Linked DNA regions of Anser cygnoides: region 2 is linked to region 1. Evidence: chromatin contacts called from public Hi-C data. All regions are on one chromosome and are shown on one strand. The core of a region is the stretch at or near the end of the contact, and the rest is flanking DNA. Distances in the headings are between cores, read along the strand shown. Region 1 holds the start of RUNX1T1 (RUNX1 partner transcriptional co-repressor 1). Region 2 holds the start of TRIQK (triple QxxK/R motif containing).

Region 1 (4,842 bases), core at 669-3,168:
GTCTGGGGGAAGTATAGTTACCATGAGGGAGTCTGTATTTACCACTCTCTGCTACACTTTGCTATCTGAGCAGGCTTTGTCCTTACTTGGCACAATGGGAAATGCTGTGCCATATGAGCCAGGGCTGGTGTTTTAAAAGGTAATTTCTGTATTATTCTCATTACGGAAAGAAAAAACAAAAGTATGTAAACTTTAGTCAATTTGTAAGTAGATATTTAATAGCTGATAGCTCAGACTAGAGTTTCCAGAGTTTCTAAATGATGTTCCTTCCCAATTTTGGAAGATAATACCTAGAAAGTCATTTGATCTTTCAGACTAAAGGTACAAGCCAGAGGTAAGTGCTGTTTTTTTTTTTTTTCTTCCCCTTTTTTTTTCTCTTCTTTTTCTTTATGCTAAAAATTAGGACTCAGTATTCAGTCCCTGACACTTCAACAAAACGTGCTCTGTGACCATTGGCAAATCTCTTATTAATTTTTCAGCTTACATATTCATCAATGGGGATGAAAGTATCTTACCACAAAGATCTGCAGGCTCAACTAAAGTTTCTAGATCTGCAGCACACAAAGGTAGTCCTGGAAAAGGTGCTGTTTTTAGATTATTTTAAAATATTTGAAAATACTTTTTAAAGATTGTCCAATTATTTTGGCCTTGAAATAGACCACTGTAAAACAGTTAGCTTTTAAATCAGAAATTAATGCCAGGCTTGTGGCTTCTCACCATTTTTGTAAATTGAAATCACTGTAGAACAAAACATGTCCCGATTTATGCTCCGCTGAGCTGAATTTACTTCAAGGTAAACTTGACCCCTTATTACGCTATGCCAATCTGTTCATTAGAGCTCTGTGTAGATATCTGTAGAAAAGGTAGATTTATCCAGATCATAAAACTTATTTTAAACATATTTTCAGAGTCGACCAAATTTTCAAAGGCCGTCACAGAGGTGGATAAATGATGCTCATAAATGTCCTTTCCAGGAACGTGTATGTGGCCTGTTGTAAATGCATGTAAAGTTACTTTGCATTCAATAGGTCTATTTAAGTGCTTAAAATTAGGCACTTACAAATTTGAAAGATCAGGTCTATAGCATATGTGTGTGTGTGTGCGTGCGCACGTACGTACAGTAATAAACAATGCAGGCTGATGAGAAGTTTATTTTACGCTAATGTTTTTACTTAAAAAAAAAAAAAAAAAAAGCTAAATGCCCAGGCAGTTCTGACAGATCCAATCAATTATCTGCACCCTGAAAAAAAAAAAAAACAAAAAAAACACATTTTTTCCTCTCTGTATGAAGTTGATGTGCTTTTCCACGGAGATGCCTTCTTCATACAGTGTCAACTTGACAGCAAAAGTACCAGTTCACCGTAGGTTGCATCACTGACAATAATATTCTCCGAGAGACATAGAAGGGAATAACTGATGAATCAGAAAATATATGGATGCCTGCTGAAATGGTTATGTAATGAAACACAAAGTCAAATGGTAGCACGCTTCTATTAATTGTAGATGATAGTAATTAATTTCCACTGCAGTTGTGATCGCGTTTCTGCGTTTAGAAGAATCCAGAATCCCCTTCCAGGAAAGTGTGAAATTGCATCTGGGTTCTGCAAGCCATGAAAGACTATAAATTTCTTTTAAAAAGAGAGAGAGAGGGAGAGAGAGAGAGAGAGGAAGGCCTTCCTCGATACTGTACTTTATAAAGAACGAAAACAAAGGGAAAAAGAAAATGATAATTGTTTTCTCTAAGGCTATTATCTAATGCGAAAGCAAACAGTCTGACTGGAAATCAGCTAACAGAAGGGGATTAGAGAGTAGATCTGAGAGTGGCTTGATTTCTAGCGCTGCTGTCTCTTCACACAGTGATGAGACACAGGCAGAGCAGCCAGGAGCTCTCCAGATGGCTAGAGAAAGTGTTTGTCTTGGGTTACTGCAGGGCAGTCTGGACTCTTAAAGCCGGGGAGGCATCATTAGGGAGCAAGTTAGATGTCCACCCGGTAAAAGCGAGCGAGAGAAAGAAAGAGCAGGCAGGCTGCCCGAGAGGGACCGCGCTCGCCTATTGTTAACATATACTTGACCCCCACTAACCTCCTCACGACACAGATGTCTCCTACCTCTATCACCTCCCACTGCTTTAAGCCCTCCCCCCCTGCACCTGGGTAGCGGGGCCGGGCCGGCTGCCGGCAGTATGCTGCCTGCCTCGCGAGGTGCCTGCTAGTGGGGGAGCCGGGCGCGGAGCATCCTCGGGCGGCTCGGCTCGGCACGGCACGGCTCGGCTCGGCTCGGCACGGCACCGGCTCGGCACCGCCCGGGGCAGAGCTATGCGTCGGCTGCCCGGGGCCAGGCAGAGCCCCCGCCACTGACAGCGGCCGCTCCCTGCGCTCCACATCACGGCTGGCTGCGGAGGAGGAGGAGGAGGAGGAGAAGGACCCGGGCTTTCGCTATCGCGGCTTGGAGACTTGATTTTTTGGTTCTCGTGCTTTCCCTTGGAACCAGTAGGCTCTCTCTCGAGCTGATCCTCCTTTAAAAAAAAAAAAAAAAAAGCGAGAGAGAGAGAGAGAGAGGGAGGAGGGGGGAAGAGCAGCTGGAGTTTCTCCTCAGCTCGTTTTGACTTTTGTGGACGTGGATCATCTGGACTGGGCAGGGAAGCCGCGCCGCGCTGCTCTCCCCTTTCCCACCCCCTCGCCCCTCCAGCAGCCGGGGCTGCCGGCTCTCCCCCGAGCAGGACGGGAACTTTTATTTGCAGCTCGCAGCCCGTGGCGAATGGTGGGAATCTCCGGTCCTCTGCAGTGTGAGTACGGGGCGCGGGGCCGGGGCCGGGGCTGGGGGGGGAAGACACCCGAACCCCTCTTCTCTTCCCCTTTTTCCTTGCCCCTAGGGCTGCTCGGGGCTGTGACTAACCCGGGCGGGCCGGGGCTGCCGACGGGCCGGGCACGGCTAGCTCTGCATGCAGCTTCCCATCCGCTCTCCCCCCCGCTCGCCACCTCGCACCCCGGATCTCTCAAAAGCCCAGGAAGCGAAGCACCCGCTCCTGCAAGAAAACAGCCCTCTGAAGCACGCAGCGTAGGGTTTCTGTCTCGATTTAGGACTCGTCTTTTTTCCTTTTATTTTTTTTTCCTGCCTTCCCTCTCTCCAGATCACTGAGCTAGCCAATGTGAACCGGAGTGCCTGAAATATTTCTGGTGGGGTTTTGCTGTTGTTGTTCCATTCTAATCACGGGATTATGTAGCACTGGCAACATCACTTCAGGCTATTTTGCAAGAAATATTTCGGGCTGTGCGCGCCGCCTTTAATTGCACAGAGATTTTTGGAAGTTATCTCGCTTCCCCAAACGACAGGGTAGCGTTAGGGATTGCATTTCCAAAACTGCAATACAATGTGAATGTGGCATCTCCTCTGTCTGAGCTGGAGGGTCTGATTCCACACGTTGGTAAAACACTATTGATAGGGGGGCTGAAGGATGCAAACTATCCTCCCGGCCACGCAGATGAGCCTGGGACTTTTGGGCGACTTGGAACCCTTTTGTTAGTGCCAAAGTTAGGAGGCTGGGCACACCGGGGCTAGCGGAGAGAAGGGACTTGTGACCCTAGCCGGGGCACCCGCGTGGGACTTGTAGGCGAGCAGAAGCGGTCGGCTTGTCATTGCCCTTTGCTCCTGCAGAGCGTTCGAGAGAAACTGAAAGTAGGCAGCGGGACAGGGGGGAGAAGGGGCCGGGGCTGCCCCGGCCGGGAGCTCGGCGCCGGCTTTGGCCGCTCCAGCAGCCGGCGGTGCCCGGGGCCGCGGCAGGCGCTGCCCGCTCGGGTGGAGGAGTCTCTTGGAGCCTGCTGCTGGCGGGGAGCTGGCCGGGGCTGCCCCTTCTGCTCGGGCTGCGATCCGCAGAGCCGCAGAAAGCAAAATCCGAACTAAAAAGAGCCGCGCAACTTTGCCGCTGCCGGCCGCGGCTGGGCTGGAAGCGGCTCGGTGCGCCCGGGCTGTGCGGCACGCCTCGTCCCCGAGTTAGCCTCCGCAGAGCAAAGAGGACGGCAGGTCGCCCTCGGTGGCAGGCATGGCACGGGGTGAAGGTGGGTGCTCACCCATAAAGCCACAGGGAGCGCCGCGCCGGCCGCCCCAGCACGGCCAGCGCCGCCCGTCCGGCCCCCGACTGCCTAAAGGGACCCTTCGGAGGCTTGGGAAGGCACAGCCGAGGGCTTGCTCCGGCAAATATTCCTGGGCTTAATGTAACTCTGACCCCTTTAACTTTTAACATCGCTTCCCCTAATTAATCTGTTCAGGCCCCAGACTTAAATGGCTGTCCACAGCTGCTGCAAATTGATTTATCCCCTGATGGTGGTCTGAGTTGCTGACCAAAGCAGGATTTCTCTTATTATTTTTTTTTCCCCTCCCCATTTTTGGTCTACTAATCTGTTTTGACTTATTTTCAACTTAGAGTAATACTTGCATGCTTTTTGAAGGACTCAGAAAATATTTTCTTTTGACATGTAGCTAGAAACATAATTATTGTATTTGTAAACACAGTATGGTAGGGCTAAGGGTGAATATAATTTATTTAATTATACCCTTGTAGCCTTACATTTCCTCTGTTTCTGCATCCTGACAGATGCGATGGGAAGTTTAAATAAGCAACTTTGTTAAGTGTAGTTTGAGGCGAGACATGAAAGGCGTTAGATTTGAATTCTATTGTCCAGGTTTTCTGCTCTGCTCTTCTGATAACAGTTTCAATGAATCTGGGCAACTGAGCAGATAGAAACTGGTTTCTAATGGTTGTTAAAGCTGATGCTTGACCTTTCCATGAGAAGTCTGAAAACCTCATTCAGTTTATTCTGGGCTGATTTCCTTAGGAAATCCAAT
Region 2 (4,842 bases), core at 1,642-4,141, 410 kb before region 1:
TAATGTAGTATTGATTGACTGGATCAACAAAATGACGGCAGACATCTGTATGGATGATAGCAGTTAGGAAAATGCTACCAAGTATATCAATACAGATTAAGCAGGGGAGGGATGGAGTAGACTTGATGGCTCAGAGGACTGGTAATGGAATATGGAGCCTTTCACCTCCAGCACACTGATTCAAGCCGGCCTAGGTCAATCTGTGACTGAAAGTCATTACCATCAGATGGCTCTTCAGTGAAATGAGTTTGTCCTAATGGCAGGCTGTCTGTGTCACAAAATGCACCATCTATCATGACTGACACTGCGCTGAGATTTCCAGCTGGAAGGCTGGAATGAGAGAGGATGGACTCGGCGGTCCCTTCACCTGGGGAGCAGGGATAAGGACAGTTTTCAGGGCTTGCCCTGCTATGGGCTATGTTGCAGAGGCTTTAAGAATGTATAATTTTAGGAACCATGGTACTAAATACTAACCAAGCAAAGAGCACGAGGAAGGTACCTGTGCTAAAGAGATTGCAACTGAAATGTAAGACAAGACATGAACAAGCAGACAGAAATGGTAAATACGGGATAATTAATTAGGCAGTACCGCTAGCGTGATAGGAGCAGCTCAGCGCACCAACGGCATCAAGTTGCAGTACATTTTCTGCCGTACTTGTGGTTTTGGATGGCTGTGAGAGTACTGTTGTCACATGGCAGAAAGCACAACAGGATTTGATAAACAAAATGAATAAAAGCGCAGTGGAATCCAGTATCCTGGGTTAGTCAGTTGTGAGAAGCAACGTATTAAAGCTAAGTGAGGAACAAGACAGGATGAGAATAAAGGCCTTCAGAATGAAGGCAAAGTGCTTACAGAGACCACGTACATACGGGAACATGAGAGAGATGCAAGGGGTGGAGTGACATGGACAAAGGAATGAGATAAGGGGATTATTTCTTTCAGCAGCAATTCTGCTTGGATACGAGCAGAGCAAGACTGTATCTGTCAAAGCTGCCCAAAATGACATTGTTGTGAAGTGACAGGAGCATAAAAAGAGTTTTAGGTATGTGGTTGGATGGGCATACTGTACCTTTTTTGAGTTCTGGAGAAAGGTATTACCTGAAAGATTTAACATGAGCCTGAATATTAGCACCAATTAAATTGTTTTGTTGGTAAAATTTGGGCTGAAGTCCTGAGTGTATAAAGTAATAAAAGTGTCAATAACTTTTATTGATAACGATCACAAAATGAATGGACCAAAAATAATTAATAACATGCTTTTACATCATTGCGCTTGACCTGGTGGCTAGACATACACAAAGAGATACCAGGTCAGACAGTAGACAAAGTTCTTGCATTTTGGGGAGTTAATATTCTGTGTGCTAGTCTACTTTGTGCTGTCAGCTTGGAACAAAGATGTTGAGCATTGTTTTTCAGCCTTTGATCTACTGAGCCCTGGAAGCTCATGGAATGCTTCTAGGAGCTCTACAAAAGATAAAAAGGAAAAGCAAGCCTATGCTAACAACTTAATTTAACTTAATTCAACTTCTATTCAAAAAAATTTCACAAATTATGAAGTTGGAAACTACTGCATAGAAAGAGAACAAAAAGGAACAGTTTTTTTGTTAAATTGTCAGAGTAACCTGAAGGAAAAGACAGTCACTGAAAACAACAACCCATATATTTTCTTTGAAAATTTGTGAGACAAAATAAAACCATGTAGCTTTAAGAAACAGGTTTGGATTTTTAAAGTCATTTGCTGGAGGGATATGGCAACAAATTGATGGGTGTGGTAACATCAATAGAAGGTACCACTTATTCCTCCCTGATTGATATGCATTTCAGTTGTAGTTACATATTCAGTAATTCTATTTCTTGTGTTTTTATGCCTGTAAGAGACAGATTACATATATTCAGAAACATATTCAGGATAGTGAAAATGGCAAAAGTTTTTCAGTGGTTGTAGAGATAATTTTCATGAAATCGTAATTCCTTATGCCCGACTCTATATTTTGTATCAAGGTTGCTGGTCATACACAGGTGTATTGTTTAGGAGAATAACTTGATAATGAAATGAATACCGTGATCAGGTGAAATTATGTGGAACTGAACTAGCACTGAATGCATTTTGCTATGAGGTCTCACAAGGACAAACTCCTCAGCAGTTGTTCAAATAATACAAAACCATGTAATTAGCGATGCTGATTCCAGTATTCCTTCATGTTTATTTATTTATTTTTGTTGTGATTACCTAGTCAAAAACCATGTGTAATAGCTATTTGAGTATGATTGCTCTTTTGCACATGCTACTCTATTCCAATATCTGTGAGCATAATCATTAATTGGGTTTAACTGAATCATATTAAAACAATCATGAAATCGAAATATTTAAATATTTTACATGTATGTGGTTCTTGCTAAGAGCTTAAAGAAATACAGTATCACTGCAAATTCTCAACACAGAGAAGTTAGAAAGATCAGAGATTGCGCCCACAGTGGGTGCAACCCACGTTCTCCCCATAGAGCAGGTACCCTAAGAAGAAAACATAACGTGGCCAGTGAGCTGCCTTGTTCCACGAGCTACATAGCGCTAGCATGAGGGTTCTTGGCAGAAAAGGTACAAAAACGCCTTGTGTCTCATCAGCTGAAGTCAGGGTTGGCTGTATTTCTAAGAAAGCTGTTTTGTTTCAGCCATCCATTAAGCTTGCTACAGAAATGACTGGAGAAAATCCTGCGGTTTGGTACGCGTGCCAGACAGAAACTCTGATGAATCAACTTTTCTTCAGGCTGGTTCTCCACTCTGTATTCATGTCATCTAGAAAGATGGGAAAAGTTCATCTGGGTAGGGCTTTCACTTCCTAAGTTGCAGAGGTAAACAAATGCAAATATTTCGCTTTGTGTATCTTTACTTCCAGGGGAGTGTTACCCCCGAATATCAAGTGCCATTTTGCAGGAAGCGAGGCGCGCACACGCCATACTAATCAGCGAGCCGCTCGAAGGCAGGGGCTGATCGCTCGCACCCGAGTAAATGAATTATGTGTTGCCAGGGGCATCGTCTCGGGGTGGTGAAAGGCTACCTGGCAGGGAAGGCAACTTGCCGTACGTGTGCTTTTAGGGTCTTAAATGTAAGTCCCTTCTGGGGCGGGCGGGATTGTGCTGCGTGTGGCCAACATGCTTTGAATTCCGCCTGCTTGGCAGAATCACAGGTGGGTAGCGGGGCCTGAACGGGGGCCGTGAGGCAGGGCACACCGCCCGGCCGACCTTCCGGGGATGCCGGGGCCGGGCAGCCTTCAGGTGCCGCGGGCTGGGCCCGGCCCCCCCCCCCGCCCCGGCCCCGCGTAGGCCGCTGCCCGGCGCTGCGGGCGGGCTGGAGCGGGAGGCGGAGCGGCGGGGGCGCCGGGGCGGGGGGCGGCGGCGAGGCCCGGCGGCACAGGACGCCGCCCCGCCGCCGGAGGAGGGAGCAGGCAGCAGGCAGGAGGCGGAGCTCCGCCGCTCGGCCCCAGGTACCGCGCCGCGTCCCGGGGTAGGCGCTGGGCCGCGGGGCTAGGCCCGGCCGCCGCCGCCGCTAGGCCTGCGGTTGCCATGGCAACCGCTCCCCCCTCCCCCCCCGCCCCCCGCCTCGGGGCGCCGGGGGCGCCATTGGCCTGCGGGCAGGGCGCGCCCGCGCCGGCGGCGCTCTCGGCCGGCCCCGCTGCCCGCCGCGGGGCCCCGCCGCCATTGGCCGGGAGGAAGCGCTCGCCTCCGCGATTGGCCGGCGCGGCGCCCGGGTGCCGCCCACGGGACGTGGGCTGAGGGGGGCGGGAGGGGGCAGCGGCTGTGGCCGCCGTGGCCATTTTGGGTGTGGGCAGAAAGAGCCTCCCCTTCCTCCCGAGGGCAGCTGGGGGCGGCTGCGCCACCTCCAGCTACCCTGAGGCGCTCCTTGGCAGCCCCCTTGCTCCCCTGTGCCCAAAGGCAGCCGGGGCCAGGCTGGGTTGCCGGCCACGGCTGCTTTTGTGGGAAACACATCCCCTGCTGGGGGGCTCTGTAGTCAGGGAGGGATGCGAGGTCTGCGCTGGCGCAGCCAAGGGGCTGCTGAGGGTGGTGGAGCAGACAGGAGGCCTGCGATGGGTCTACAGGAGGCCACCGTGGGCTGCATGATGCTCCTTCAAGAGCACCACGTCTCATGTGGCACCCACCGAGGCAGCTTGGTTGGGTTCACATGTAGAACACTGTCTGCGTGTAAAACCCTGTCCCGTGTAAAACCCTGTCCTCATGTACAACCCTGTCTCCATGTAAAACCCTGTCCCATGTGAAAACCTGTGTGTGGGGTTTCCAGGTGGCTGGGAGCAGGACAAATAGCCATTGAGTGTTCAGGCTGGTCCCCCAGAGGCCATAAGTTCAGGCCGTGGTAGATGGAGCCGTGCATGGTCAGCACATTGTGGCCGCCTCTGCGCGGGGACAAAATGAGATACAACCCGGATTTGTTGAGCTTGCAGTGTTTACCTTGTGGGTGTTTACCTCTGGGGACGCTGGGCTCCCTTTCACTTTCTGTGGTGTGCATTGGTCGTGCTTAGGTTCAGAAGATCCTGGACAGAAACACAGAAACCGCAACGTTTCAAAGTGCAAAGTCAGTAGGGGTTTTTGCCAGCGTTTTCATATGGCTCTAAAATTGCTGCATGTTTCAACAGCCTACGTAGTTATGACGATATAGTGCCAGAAAACCCCTCTAAGAGCGCTTATGGTGTAACTGGGCTGTAGGTATGGCACACATTCACACACGCTAGTTCAATGACATGTCATATGGGGCGCAAGTTCTTTGCTCTCAGGGATCCGGCTCATTCCTATAATAGAGAGCTATTTACTGACAAGGATGTGAGGATACC

What was found. Hi-C and Micro-C count contacts between places; a contact is called where the count stands out from the background.
Region 2: a Hi-C map of liver shows a contact between it and region 1, with 1.8 times the contacts expected there. The contact joins the promoter of TRIQK here to the promoter of RUNX1T1 in region 1. A contact is called at or near these places in 2 of 7 Hi-C or Micro-C datasets (granulosa cells and liver).

Annotation. Positions count from the first base shown.
Region 1 is chr2:137,986,626-137,991,467 of Taihu_goose_T2T_genome, reverse strand. It overlaps RUNX1T1 (RUNX1 partner transcriptional co-repressor 1), which reads left to right and starts at 1,918. Exons shown (of 12, transcript XM_066990587.1): 1 at 1,918-2,785.
Region 2 is chr2:138,392,915-138,397,756 of Taihu_goose_T2T_genome, reverse strand. It overlaps TRIQK (triple QxxK/R motif containing), which reads left to right and starts at 2,891. Exons shown (of 4, transcript XM_013172358.3): 1 at 2,891-3,105.